2 separate regions of the Mus musculus genome follow, and region 2 is linked to region 1. A link is a contact called in public promoter capture Hi-C data. All regions are on one chromosome and are shown on one strand. The core of a region is the stretch at or near the end of the contact, and the rest is flanking DNA. Distances in the headings are between cores, read along the strand shown. Region 1 holds the start of Zbtb38 (zinc finger and BTB domain containing 38). Region 2 holds the start of Armc8 (armadillo repeat containing 8).

Region 1 (2,700 bases), core at 143-2,642:
AGGATTTCAGCCACAAAAGTCATTGCCGTTAGTATATGTGAGGTGCCTTTAGGACATCGGGAACTCCACCAAGTGCTCTCAGCGGATGGGTAAATCTCCGTAACACCCCTCAGCTGTAGGGAACAGTTCCCCATTTTACAGCTGCAAACAGTGCCGTGAACCTGTTTCTGGAGGTCACCCTGGGTGAGTGTCGGGATTCAAACCCAGGTTAACATCAGCACAAACCCAGTCTGATTTGGGTGCAAAATCCCCACCACAGAACGCTAAATTGGAGTCTTAAAGGCTTTTTTGACAGTGACCCATTTTATTACAAATGATGTTATATAAGCCAAAGGCTTCATTAAACTATGCTTATCTGTACTGTGTGCAACGGTTACTTTTTCTAGTCTTTTCGCACTATATATTCTAATCTTTTCAAAATTTTCAGCAATGACCCATCAAAGGAATTCTAATGCGTGTTTGGTCCTGGAAAAACACTGGTAGAAGGCCTATCATCCTAGCAGTCAGTCAACCGCTGCAAGTGGCAAGTTCGAAACCAGCTTGGGCTAACCTATTAACCATTCTAGGCTCCTTAACCAGACCCTGTCACAAAACACAAACTCTGCTCTTTGATCTTAGCTACTGTAAGACGCTATAAGTTTCTCTGAAACCACAACAAAACGAGTCTTTCCAGCCACGCGAACCAGAGCAAGCACTTGAGCTTCCCAATTAGGTGAATGCCCTTTAACCTTTCAAATATGCATACGCAACATAAACGGTTATCATTTAGAACCGATCATTACAAGGGTTTTCCAATCAGGCCCAATATCCAGAATGGGAACCAGGCACTTACCCACCGCAAAGCAGGAGTTATAAAGTGGAAGCGCAGACAGATTAAAATCTCAGGTTATTTATCAGCTAACCTGCAAAGAGGTGTCTAAAGGCTGACTGTTGAATTGTCCCAACGGACAGACGGCTGCAGCAAGCAGGAGCAGGAGGCCAAGGCTGCAACCCCTGGAGGCAGGGCCCTGCCTTTGAACATCCGGTTCAATTCCAGGGGCTTGGTGTCGCACTAGGATCTCATCGCGAACGGGTAGGGTCAGGAAGCAGCCCGGGTTTGCGCTTCACCGGAGGGGAGGCGCGACAGTCCCGAGCCCCAGGTGCGCGTCACTCCCCGCTGCCCCCCTGCAGCCGAGCCTGGTGGGGCGGGACGCGGGCACCTGCGGACGCTGGCTGCTCCGTAGGCTCCGCTCCGCTCCGCGTCCGCTGCAGCCCGGCGCGAGCGCTGCCCACCGGCTCCCGCCTCCCCACCTCCACGCCCCGGAGTCGCGCGGACCCCGCGCACTTACGGGGCTCCGCTCCGCCGCCCGCGCGCTTCCCGCGGGGTCCATGGCGCTTCCGGACCTGCGAGTCCGGCCGCAGCGCCGCCCAGAAAATGGACGCCGGCGGCTGGGCCCGGACGCCCCGGTCTGCCCCTGGTGCAGTGCAGGCCGGACGGTCGCTCGACCTCGGGCGCCGACGCGCAGGGCTTCCGGGACGCTGCAGGCCGCGAGGCTCCCGCACCCCCCGGCGCCACTGCGGCAGAGCCAGGCTCGCACAGATGCTGCGCAGCCACCGAGCAGGCCCCGGGCACCCTATGCAGTTTTAACCCGCACCAAATTCTGAGAACAGGGTGTCACCTGTGCTTTCTCATGGCTGTCAGGGGACGCCTGGATTATTTCCCACCATGGTATAAGAACTGTTTCATGCAATGAAAAAAATAAAAGCCACCGACTGCCCGCTGACATCCTTCCCACACAGATTCGCAGTGTGGCACCTACTGCCCCACGCACACCTAAGTGCAGGTGTTTGTTTTGAACCATCCAGCATTGAGTCTTTAGTATTTTTTGTTTGTTTTTAGTTTTTGATTTTGTGTGTGTGTGTGTGTGTGTGTGTGTGTGTGTGTGTCCTTTGGAAAACGACTCGCTCCCTGGCAAAACCTTAAGGTTTTGAAAAAGGGTATTTTCCTGGAATACAGTACTTGCCATTTATGCACCCCAGTTCCTTGACCAAACATTAAGAATATGATCATTTTGGTGAGCTGAGTAGATTTTTAATACTATATGCAAAGTAAAGCCCCATAAACGATGCAGGAAGAATGGTGTCACTTAAAAAAATGCAGAGTTGTGAAGGCTGACAGGTTGGGCAACGTGCATACACATGTAACGAGCAGTTCCCGACCTTCTCGATGCCAAACACCCTTTTATTCTCTCGCTCCATAGGCCAGTGTTCACAGATTAACTCCACTAAACTGCATGTATTAAGTAATGATTCATCTTCCCCTTAAAAAAAAAGGGAGCTTGAATGTTTTTGTCTACATAACTGCCAATGAGAACTTCCACAAGACCTGATCTAACTTGTTGGCAATGGTAGATACCAGCCTTAAAAAACAAAACTGAAGAAACTCGTGGTCTAATTGCCTGTTTGTGTTTCCATTGAGGCTTTTAGAAACTCTGAAGATGATTTTAAAATTCGGGAAAACTGGTGCACAAAGACTGGGAAGTCTGTAAGCTGTATGGCTGTGGCTGATTCCCTGGGACCGGTGGGAGGTAGCGGGCAAGGTTGGTTGGCCTTCTGGATTCAGCAGGCCTGTGTTGACAGCCTAGGTTTGTTGCTATGTACGGCCACTTCTCTGACCTTCAGCTTTGGTACCTAACATGCAATATGTTTTAGTATTAATGT
Region 2 (2,700 bases), core at 117-2,616, 2.8 Mb after region 1:
AAGAAACCGGTTGGAGTTGCAAGACTATAGGGAATCTGACAAGCCATCTATAATCCAACTGCCATCTCGGTAAGTCTCCACAGGTCTAAAAGATGATTCTTTGCCCGCCTATTTCTTTACTTCCAACAACAACTGAATCATTGGTAGGCTCTATTTGGAGTCCAACTGCTAAAATCTGTGGTCAAACCTCCCAGAGTTATCTCCCAACAACACTCATTCTTGTTCATTTCATTCCTGGTCCTGTTTTTTGTTTTTGTTTGTTTGTTTAAAGGACATTATAGCGGAAGGCGAAAGTCGCCTTCTTTGCTTTTTGTTGTTTCTTTTTAATTTAAGAAAAAAAAAACCCTGATATTTCTTCTAGGTATATCAATACGTTCCCTTCTTTCAAATACTGGGGGAACCTATTCTTTTTCATTCCGACTTTTTGGTCCCTCCTAAAATGTTTTGCTCTCCCTAAAGAAAAATCAAACACCGGACATTAGAAACATAGTTTCTCTAGTCTCGGAGCCCGGACCTCAACAGCAGAGCACAGCAAAGCGGTTTAAATAACCATACACAATAGCGCGAGTTGCAGCTGATGTGAAAACCTCCATTGCCAAGAAGCAAGCGGTGTTGGCAGGTGCCCTGGTGGTAGGGACTTGACAGAAGACGCACAGCCCTGGTCTGGCAGCTCTGTGCTGTGGCAGCTTAAGAGTTCGCACCTCTTCTAGCCACAGCCCTGGAGAGCGAAGTGGACTCTAGGTTCCAGGCCTGTCCTGAACCCTCGCAGGCAGCGAGCTCCGTCCCGAGAAGCAACAGCGCAGGGAGGAAGACGGGAGAAGGCTCGGCCAAACCCAAGCCGCGCCCATGGGCCGGCTGCCTGGAGCCCGACCTCCCCGCCGGCCGAACGGCCGCCGTCCTGGGAACCCGCACCGGTGGGAGCTCTCGAGTAGGAGACGCCTCCGACTCGGCCCGGGTCGCGTGCATCCCAGCTGAGGCCACCGCAGTGGGTGGTGCTCGGGAGGCTCAGGGCGCCGGGGTAATGCTGTGGGCAGGACCGGGGTTGCCCCGCGCCGGGCGGGTCACTCACCGAGAGGACGCTCATGCGGATTGGGGTCTCCAACAGGCACGCCATCTTGAGCCTTCCCACCCGGCTGCTGCCGGCGCCGGCGCGCGGCCGGCACTTTCGACAGCCACCTATGTGACCTGCAGCCGGAGCCTCTGTAGAAAGCCCAGGCAAGCTGCCCAGAACAGACCGCGCCCCAGGCGTCGCTCGAGCACCGAAGGGGCTGGGCAGAAGGGCGAGGGATTGGGAAACCGCGCCGGACCCCGGCTTACGAATCGTCCTCTCAGAAACAGCAGCTACTCTCGGCTGGGGTCAGAGGTGGGCGCGGGCAGCGGCCTCCGCATGCGCAGAAGCCTGCCTGCCCCACCTTCCGCGGGTGGGGGGCGGAGCCTCACCCTGGCTCGACGAGCTGTCCGCACTCTTAAATTTCAGTTTACAGGTTTTCTTTCCTAACCGCTAGTAGGTGGAGTTACTATCTACGGAGTCTGAAGTTCACTTTCACATTCATTATCTCACTCTACACCATTCCCTAGTTTCAGTATTCTCTCCCTCTTAAAGCTGGAGAAACTGGTCTCAAAACTAGGTCTTCTGCCTGCAATGAAAATCGCCTCACGCTTCAACAGTTAACTATGACCTGCTTTATTTAGCGTTGCGTGCCCGACCCACTTACTCTGGTATATTGGTAAGAACGGGTTCTCCACAGCCAGGACGCCTGGATTTAATCCTAGCTGCTTTTCGTTAGTGCCAATATTTTGGAAAGGTTCTTAGCCTCTTTATATTTATTTCACTTCTCCCGACTGTAAAATAAGGACTAATGAGAATAAATGGCCCAATAAACAACAACAACAACAACAAAAATGCCTGGAATGTGGAAAGCCTTACGTTGTCTGTGTGTTAGAATTATTTCCAGCCTTTAGGTCAAATGGGGGATGGAGAATTAAACTATGTGAATGTTTCCTACTAAAATATTCTGAAAGTAAAGCCATCCCTAATTCAGGTTGTTACCTCAACTCCACTCACCTCCCAGTGCTCTTTAAGTAAAAGCATATCTCTCCCATTGTTTCTCATTTCCTCCTGTACTTTAATGTCTACATTTATTGTATCACTTATCACCCTTGCTTATAAGTCTCTTACAAAGTGTTGCACTTCTGAAAGCCTGGAAGTTTAAGAGAACCCTGGTGCTGTAGCGGTATATCCTAAGCTCTGTAACTACAGTCTTTCCCACTCTTTACACAGGAATTATTACTCATTCAGTAATTTTATTTAAAGCCAGATTGAGCCCATTTAAGATTGTTAGCCTTGTCCTAAATCAAGTCTGTGAAATCAAATGTGTTGTATTCTTTTTTATTCTAGTACATATTACCATTCATAAATACATTTAAATGTTCATCTGTCCACCCATGTAACACCTAAAATCACGTCCTAGTATGCCTGCTACAACCAGGCAAATTGTAATTGTATATAGCACACAAAAGCATTGACAATTGTACAATAGTCTCTATATGTGTGAGCTATACCTCACCCAGAAACTCGGGCAATACATCTTCTAGGAAACCCCTCCCTCGAGGAAGAACTAGGTGACTCTCCCAACTCCATATATTTTCTTTAAAATGATTTTTCATTTATTTATTTATTGTGTGTGTGTGTGTGTGTGT

What was found. Promoter capture Hi-C pulls out the DNA fragments that hold promoters and counts their contacts.
Region 2: a contact with region 1 is called in a promoter capture Hi-C map of liver, with 3 times the contacts expected there. The contact joins the promoter of Armc8 here to the promoter of Zbtb38 in region 1. A contact is called at or near these places in 4 of 39 promoter capture datasets (the C10 cell line, liver and pre-B cells).

What each region holds. Positions count from the first base shown.
Region 1 is chr9:96,718,458-96,721,157 of GRCm38.p6, forward strand. Zbtb38 (zinc finger and BTB domain containing 38) reads right to left here and starts at 1,393. Exons shown (of 3, transcript NM_001359959.1): 1 at 1,329-1,393.
Region 2 is chr9:99,567,533-99,570,232 of GRCm38.p6, forward strand. It overlaps Armc8 (armadillo repeat containing 8), which reads right to left and starts at 1,367. Exons shown (of 22, transcript NM_028768.3): 1 at 1,070-1,367. The coding sequence starts at 1,114.